3 separate regions of the Sus scrofa genome follow, and all the other regions are linked to region 3. The links are chromatin contacts, called in public Hi-C and HiChIP or PLAC-seq maps. All regions are on one chromosome and are shown on one strand. The core of a region is the stretch at or near the end of the contact, and the rest is flanking DNA. Distances in the headings are between cores, read along the strand shown.

The links. Hi-C and Micro-C count contacts between places; a contact is called where the count stands out from the background. HiChIP or PLAC-seq counts read pairs in DNA pulled down with a chosen protein or histone mark.
Region 1: a contact with region 3 is called in a Hi-C map of alveolar macrophages, with 2.0 times the contacts expected there. The contact joins the enhancer-like site here to the promoter of EEPD1 in region 3. A contact is called at or near these places in 1 of 5 promoter capture datasets (liver), 5 of 47 Hi-C or Micro-C datasets (alveolar macrophages, embryonic fibroblasts, omental adipose tissue and 2 more) and 1 of 2 datasets of contacts at active chromatin or transcription factors (alveolar macrophages).
Region 2: an H3K27ac HiChIP or PLAC-seq map of alveolar macrophages shows a contact between it and region 3. The contact joins the promoter of HERPUD2 here to the promoter of EEPD1 in region 3. A contact is called at or near these places in 1 of 5 promoter capture datasets (liver), 4 of 47 Hi-C or Micro-C datasets (alveolar macrophages, omental adipose tissue, retroperitoneal adipose tissue and 1 more) and 2 of 2 datasets of contacts at active chromatin or transcription factors (alveolar macrophages and skeletal muscle).

What each region holds. Positions count from the first base shown.
Region 1 is chr18:38,264,610-38,267,339 of Sscrofa11.1, reverse strand. All of the region lies in intron 2 of LOC102161969 (a long non-coding RNA gene), which reads left to right. Among named protein-coding and RNA genes, the nearest start is that of HERPUD2, 19 kb to the left of the region's middle. Within about 2 kb of position 1,444, at least 29 of the 83 cell types and tissues checked have an H3K27ac peak or open chromatin away from gene starts, as enhancers often do. A contact at or near this core is called in alveolar macrophages, omental adipose tissue, retroperitoneal adipose tissue and 1 more, where this site is marked.
Region 2 is chr18:38,283,205-38,285,904 of Sscrofa11.1, reverse strand. It overlaps HERPUD2 (homocysteine-responsive endoplasmic reticulum-resident ubiquitin-like domain member 2 protein), which reads right to left and starts at 1,385. Exons shown (of 9, transcript XM_021078631.1): 1 at 865-1,385; 2 at 248-661. The coding sequence starts at 394. It overlaps LOC102161969 (a long non-coding RNA gene), which reads left to right and starts at 1,463. Exons shown (of 5, transcript XR_002340256.1): 1 at 1,463-1,773.
Region 3 is chr18:37,947,443-37,950,142 of Sscrofa11.1, reverse strand. EEPD1 (endonuclease/exonuclease/phosphatase family domain-containing protein 1) reads left to right here and starts at 1,288. Exons shown (of 8, transcript XM_013985720.2): 1 at 1,288-1,866; 2 at 2,331-2,700. The coding sequence starts at 2,510.

The sequences.
Region 1 (2,730 bases), core at 195-2,694, 320 kb before region 3:
CCATACACTGGAATATTATACAGCTTTAAAAAATTATGTACAGGAGTTCCCATCATGGTTCAGTGGTTAACAAATCTGACTAAAAACCATGAGGTTGCAGGTTCGATCCCTGGCCTTGCTCAGTGGGTTAAGGATCTGGTGTTGCTGTGAGCTGTGGTGTAGGTTGCAGACATGGCTTGGATCCCGTGTTGCTGTGGCTCTGGCATAGACCGGTGGCTACAGCTCCAATTAGACCCCTAGCCTGGTAACCTCCATGTGCCGTGGGTGCAGCCCTAGAAAAGGGAAAAAGACAAAAAAAATAAAAATAAAAATAAAAAAATTATGTACAGATAAATGTTTACTGAGATAGAAGTTGTTCATGACGTAAGATAAAAAGCAAATTGCAAAAACTATGTTCAGTAAAATCCCTTTTCATTAAAAAAATTTCATGATCCATATGTAAAGAACAATTTCTGGAAATAAACAAACCAAAGTATTAATAATGGACTTGTTGTGAGGGTGTTATTTCTTTTTGCTTACGTATATTTTCTAATTTTTCTAAATGAACACTTTACTATTTTGATAAGAAAAAGTTATTTTTAATTTTTAGAATCTCACTTATCCTTTGAGACAGCAGAAAGTCTTGTTGGCATTATTCCCAGTTTTAATCTTTTTAACATTTTTTTTTTTTTTGGCTACACCTGCAGCATGTGGAAGTTCCAGGGATTGAACCCACACCACAGCAGTGACCCGAGCTTGTGCAGTGACAATACCAGATCCTTAACGCAGATTCCACTGCACCGCAAGGGAATAACTTTAATTATTTATTTATTTATTTATTTTGCTGCTTCCTTTTTTTTTTCTTTTTGGGGCTGCACCCCGAGGCATATGGAAGTTCCCAGGCTAGGGGTCAAATTGGAGTTACGGCTGCCGGCCTACACCACAGCCACAGCAACATCAGATCTGCACCACAACTATGACCTATACCACAGCTCACCTCAACGCCAGATCCTTAACCCACTGAACAGGCCAGGGATCGAACCCACAATGTCATGGTTCCTAATCAGATTCATTTCTGCTGAGCCACAACAGGAACTCCTATTTATTTTTTTTTACTTTAATTTTTAAATAAAATATACATTTTACAAGGACAACCAATTCTTTTCATAATCCCTAATGTTTTGAAATATTACTGTATTTTGTTTATTGACAATTGGGATAGAATCAGATGTTTTCAAGTTTTAGGATAATTTCATGTCTTAAATTTTAATCTTTATAAGGAATCTTTTGTCATATCAAAACTGGTACTTAAAGAACCTTAGTTTGAAGCTTTTTTAAACTATGGTTTTATTTATTCATTTTTTCCTTTTAGGACCGCACCTGAGGCATATGTAAGTTCCCAGGCTAGGGCCTGGATCCAAGCCATAGCTGCTGGCCTATGCCTCAGCCACAGCAACACAGGATCCAAACTGCATTTGCGACCTATACCACAGTTCAGGGCAAGACTGGATCCTTAACTGAGCAGGGCCACTGATCAAACCCACTTCCTCATATGGATACTAGTTGGGTTTATTACCGATAAGCTACAATGGGAACTCCTAAAAACTATGGTTTAAAAACAAACAAACAAAAACTAATTCAGGCAGGATTGGGTGATATTTTTCTTTCATTCTATTTTTAAAAGTTGCTTTCTCACAGCTTCTTCAATCTTTTAATTTGGGGGTGATGTTAAAATTATAAACTTCATCTTTACTATTACAGCATTAAATTTCTTCTTAGCGGTAATTCCTGTCATATTTTCAAGAGGAAATATACTCCTGTGTAAAACAGGAAACGGACGAAATGCACCATGAAATGTGCCATTGCTGTGGTTAACCATATTAGCCACTGGGTGGCTCCACTGTTCCACGCCATTCAGTATCTCTGGTGATGGAAGTTTCCAGTGAAAACAGGAGATGAAGAGCAAGGCTTTATTTACAGAATGCTTAATTGGGAACTGATGCAGCATTTACGTTTTGGACATTTTATTTAGAAACAGTTCTGCTCATGTATGCAATATTTTCTTGTGTTCTCTGATAACTGGGCATTTGACTTGCCAAGAAAGGGAGAGGAAAGCTATATATTTTCTTAACATCTCATCATTTCCTGTTCCAATTTTTTAATCAAAACCAAAAATTCTTCATTTGCGACATCTTGTCTATTTTGATAGCTCTCATTTTCAGAGTCCTATAATAAAATAACTTGAGGAAAAACGAGAAATTACCACTAGACAGGAATGTGGTATGTTCTCCTTTTGGAAAGGTAGAAAGCAGCTTCTACCTCTGAGAGATGTCATTGTGTTCTGGGAAGGGCTAGTGAATAGAAGAAAAAGACAAAAATAACCCTCAAAGATGTAGAATTGGCCTCTGGATAGGGATCTCTAAAGCTAACTGTCCCTGGAGTCACAGATCTACATCTTGGCACTGATCGTAATTAAGAAACTTGACCTCAATTTATATTCTAGATGCCATTACATTTGCATTTTGCTCATTTATGATAAATTTTTCTCCATCCTTCCTTCTTTTATTCTAATTTTCTACCCCAAACCTATCACTTTCTTCTGTGATCTTGGTTCCTTTTATAATCTCCTATCCCTATTTTTATCTTTTTTTCCTTTTTTTTTTTTTTAATCTTTTTTTCCTAATGCCTTTTCATTTGCTAGGTTGAATGTATAATTTCTGAATGACAGTCTTTGTTTTAAAAATTCTCCTT
Region 2 (2,700 bases), core at 136-2,635, 340 kb before region 3:
CAGTTCTCGTGTCCCTTGATATTTCCCTATACTCTTACTAATTAACTGAACCTCATCAGGAAGATATTAATGATGTTTCACACACTCAAGAGAGACATAACCTCGGAATGCAAAATACTCTGCAGTCAAAAAGAGACCTATTTGATTCAAGGGGAGTTGGGGGAGAGGGGATGAGCGGGCGTTAAGGGAATACTTGGCACGAAAAGCTGCCGGCCAGAGCAGCTGCGCCCAGCTTTTAGACACTTACTGGTTTGCTAGGGTACACGTTAGACAGATGCGTTTTTAGTTTCCCCACGGTCCAGTTCAAGAAGCAGCTAATAGTCTGGTCACTGTATTTCTGATTCGGTGCTTTAATGATGAGGGTCACAGGAATCTCCATCCCATTTTGGTCCATGGTGCCCCCAAAGTCGAACAGAGTCACAAGGAGCAGCAGTTAAGCCTAAACGAGCCGAGGTGGTTACTGCCGGCGTGGCTGGGATGGGTACGGAAGCGAGTGGGTTGTTAATATCCCGTGTCCAAGTCAGTCACAAGTGCATCGGGCGATACAAAGGCCATTGCCGGCACCGAGGATGATGGACAGTGGCGGCAGCGGCGGCGGGGTCTGGGGCCCGGCCCAGGGTGCAGTTCTCCCCGCCAGGTCTAGGCTTCGCCGGGCTCCGGACTGCAGAGGGAGGCCGGGAGTAGAGAGAGAAAGCAATGAGAAGGGAAGGAGGGGTGAGGGCGCGACAACCCGAGCCCCCGCCCCGCCCCCGCCGCGACCCCCAAACTGAAACGCAACAAGGCCCCTACGCGACGGTCCCGCAACGCGGGCTGGAGAAGGGGGACGGGCCGCTTAGGGTGGTCAGGTGCGACAAGCAGGGCTACCTGTGAGATGGCCGCAAAGCCCGCCACCGCCGCCCTCTGCGCCCGGGCAGGGCCACTGGCCTCACTGTCCGGCCAAGCGTCCTCCGCTGAGGTTCTCTTCCTGCTGCTTGGCGGCGGCCACGGCCCGGCCCCGGGTCTCGCGAGGCGGCGCGGTGGCAGCGGGAGAAGTTGGCCGAAGGGCGCGGTCCGCTCTCGGCCTGACCGCTCGGTCTGAGCAGTGCTAGGCAGGGCGGCGCACCGCCAGGCGCGACCGAAGCGGCGGCAGGTGGCAGGAGGGCGGGGACTAGAGCCCAGGCGCCGGCCGCGGGCGCGCAGTTTTGTTGTTGTTATGAAGAAGGTCCGGGTTCCCTTTAAGCTGGAAGACCCAGGGCGGAAGTGCGTCATGCGCCGCCCGCAGCGGGGCGCGGTCTTCCCGGCCCTGCGGCCTGCTCTCCGCCCGCGCCGACCAGGGATACCCCGGACCGAATTCCGGGTCGCCCCGAAGCCACGCGGGCGCGTCTGAGCCCGCCAGGCCTGACCCTTCGCTCGGCTCCGCCTCCCCAGCGGCCCTCAGGCCTCGCCACTAGCGTAGGTGGCGCTAGTACATTCTGTTTTGACCAAACCCTAAAGACTTGTTAAGTGTTCCTCCACCCTTAGCGTTGTTTTTGCAAAAGTTAGTGTCCTTCCCGATGCTGAATCAAACTTCTGCTCAAAATGTCTTGTGTCGGCTGTCTGTAAAGCACTGGAGCTTTGGCGGAGCAGAGACTGTGAGACAACATTACTTAAGGAGAAGGGTTTCAGTTCAGATGCCCGGAGTCTGCTTCTACTTTCGTTTTACCCTGCCTAACCTTTCTGAGCCTCAGTTTACTTCTCTAAATGGGACAGTCATGCCTGCCTGACAGCGTGCTGCTCAATAAATGAGCTATGTAGGTAAGCCACCTGGTACAGTTCTGGCAGACTCTCAGTTCCATTTCTTTCCTTTGTCTTCTCTAAAGTTGATGAGTGTTTACTGAGCACCTACTGTGTGTTCAGTACAGTGGGAGATGAAGCGGGATGGCAGTGTTATTTTTGTTTTATGGCTTAGACAGGGAAGGCGAACTTTCTTCAGTCTACCTCCCAAAGCTGACTTACTCTCCATTTTCTGCACGAGTTTTAGGAGTCCATGCAGTAAGTTAAGTTTGTTAGACGTGCATTTTCATAGCTCCAAGCTTCCACTACAGGCGAATGCAAGCAGTTAATGTAAGGGGCTTTGGGGACCTGGTCTCTTCCCCTCTCAGCTTCACGGGGATTAGTGGAAGTTAGTGACCAGAGGAAATTCTTCCTCTCAACAGCTAATGCAACAGGATCCCTTACACCCCCTCGTTCACCTCTTTCTTTATGGTAGATCACCTACCATATCTTAACTGTACCCTCTCAATGCTCTTTTGAAATAAGAGTGAAATTCTCTATTTTTAGCATGGAATGAGAACAGCTTGCTTTGACTTGGGTTTTTGGTAGCAGACCCTGGTCTTTTTCTACCTATTGTCTAGTCATCCTAATAGAAGCTTAATACTAGCCACAAATACTTATTCAGACTCCTGTACACCTAGCAGCAGCCATTTGACGCAGTTCTAGACCACCCCACTTCTAGATGAAAGCTGGAGTTGCTGCTGGGGCTTCTAGGAAAGCTTTCAGATGAACATGTTCTGCAGACCAGAGCTCATCCTTGCCCTCCACTTGTCTTTCTTCCTGGAGGAATGTGATGCCATAAATGGGGCAGCCACAGCTCAGTCATGAAGCAACAAACAGGAGAACAAAGGCCTATGTTAAGAGGTTGGCAGAGCAGAACAATGAAAGAGGCTGGATCCTTTGTGGCAT
Region 3 (2,700 bases), core at 39-2,538:
AGCAAGTGGAAGAAATAGAGGGACCAGGTCCTGATGACATCATGTGAGCTGGATGACATAGGTAGGATCTATTCCTTAACTTTTCTGCACAAGAACCTTTTTTTGGGGGGAGGGGAGTCTAAGCTAGTATGATTGGATTTCTGTCACTTGCAATTAGGAATCCTGACTAGTATACAGTCAGAAAGGCAGTAACATTTTGCCAAGGCTTGGCTTGCTGTCTTTTCACATCTGAGGTACCTCTGCCTTCCTTGAGGCTTAGTTTTTGCTGACCTAGCCTGGGGAATTTAAAGAAGCATTGGTCACATTGCTTGGTGATGAAACTTCAGAGGTTGAATACAGATGAATACCCAGGGTCAAAGTATGCAATGGTATCACCACATAGTTTGTGTAATCAAGTACCTCAGTAATGCCACTGTAATGCAGCATGTTCTTTAACCTGTCATCAAATTGTCCTTAAAGTGGTTTGATTTGAAAACTGTTCTGAAGTTCAGGAAGCAGCCTCCTTTTCCAACTAGCAAGTTTTCTCTCCTTAATGACTAGATGTAAAAATATCCATATTTACTCAGAGTGCTAAACATGCAAATGAGCAACTACGTGACCTAAGCGAACACATCTCTAATGGGTGGTGCACGCCCTCTCCTAGTAGCACAATGAGTTACTAGGGTTGTTTGAGGACATCTCTCTGTAAGCAGTGCAAAGGTAATACTCCAGAGTAAAAGAGGAGACCGAAAGCGCAGGACAGAAGTTTAAAAAGATCCCCTTCAGTCCTCTCTCTAACGTTCTCAGACAGAACTGAGCAAGGCCCCAGAGCCGCAGGCGTGCCTCCCTCACTGCAAGTGCCCTGGTCCGGTCCCCACGCCCCAAAGCGGACTAAACTGGGCTGGCAGCCCAGTCGCCTCTGCTGCACCCCTGGGTGCCGCCCGCCGAAAGGCAGCCGGGCAGGTCTCGCCTTGGGCGAGACTAAAAAGCCTCTATCCAGCACAGCCAGCTCTGGGCCCCCAGCAGCAAGCTGGGCTCTGGACCCTAGGACATCCTGCGGGTGACCCGCCGCAACCGCCATGGCGTCGGCCCCGCCTCTTCAGGGTCTCAATCCCGCCTCCGCGCTCCAGGGGCTCGCCCCCTCCCACCATGGCCCCGCCTCCTCCCTCCGTGTTCCTTCACCGCCCGCATGCGCTCGGGCCAGCCCTCTCACAGCACAGCCCCGCCTCTCACACTCCGGAGGCTCGCATTCCTCCACCTCTCGTCCTGGCCCCACCCCTGAGCTCCGTGGCCCCACCCCTCGCACTCCAGGACCCCGCCTCCGCGCTCTCGGCTTCCGCGCTCTCGGGTCCGGTCCTCCCGTTCGGGCCCCGCCCCACGTGCCCTCCGAGTCCCGGGGAGGAGTTGGCGCGCGGGAGGAGGCGTGGCCGTGGTGTCTGCGGAGGCGCGGGCGTCGCGGCCGGGACTTTGGCTTTGACACCGACAGCAAGCAGGAGCCGTGGCTCTGGTGCTGGGGTCTGGACGCGGTTCTTGCGGACCCCGCTTTCGAGGCGAGAGCAGGACTTTTTTGCCTGGATCAACGCAACTGCGGCGCTGGTGCAGCAATAGGCTTTGGTGCTGCCGCGGAGCCGAATTTCACCGCCGCTGCCGCCTCCGCGAAGCCCTGCAGCTCCTGCCGGTTCTGGGAGAGCGACTCTGAGAGTTTCTCCAGCAGGAAGAGCTGGGACCCGTGGCCCGAAGCGGCGTGGGAGAGATCCTGCGGCCCATCCCTGACCTGCCCCCACGTGGGCACTAGGGCTGAAAACTGGGGCCCCGCGCTGTCCCGGGTTGGGCTCAGGCTTCGGAGCCGCAGGTGGAAGGAGAACAGCCCGGAGGAGTGGCTCTGAGGTGGGGCGCGGGGACCCGCGGCGGGTCTGATGGGGGGCGATAAACCCCTTCTCTTTGCCCGCACTAGTGAGGGCGAAATTCCCAAGTTGCTGGTGGTGCTGAGTGTCAGCGCAAGGGACGGGGCGCGCTCTCCCATCCGCCAGAGAACCCAAACGGGGGCTACCGTAGCGCCCCAGGGCTGGGAGAATTGAGAGAGGCAGGGACAAGAGGTGTAGGCCGAAGGGGATAGGTCTCTTTCCAAGAGGAGCGGTTCATAGCAGTTTGGATCGTAATGTGATGAAAATTGGACCTCACCAGCGGAAAATCCTCCTGGGCCAGCCCCCTCGTGTGTGTGTTTTCAGTGGTTCACGGGACAGGCGTCAGCGCTGGACTCCTGGCCAAGGACTCCAGCTCTAGTTTGGCGTGCTAATGCCAACTGATTCACGGAGTCAATCGATTTGTATTTTTATTTATTTGTTTTCCAGGTGGCCAAGTGAAAGTGTGAACACTCTGGGCATGGAGATTTAGTGTTTGTGGTGCCCACTTCGTGCCCTGACTCCTTCACCTTACCTTTTTCTGCGTCTGTGAGGTCTACCAGGCTTCTTCTCTAGCCAGCGAGTTCTGCGGTGGTGAGGCCTTCCTGGGCCCCTGATCCTGGCCGGCCATGGGGAGCACGCTGGGCTGCCACCGCTCCATCCCCCGGGACCCCTCAGACCTGTCCCATAGCCGCAAGTTCAGTGCTGCCTGCAACTTCAGCAACATCCTGGTGAACCAGGAGCGGCTCAACATCAACACCGCCACGGAGGAGGAGCTGATGACCCTGCCTGGGGTGACGCGTGCAGTGGCACGCAGCAT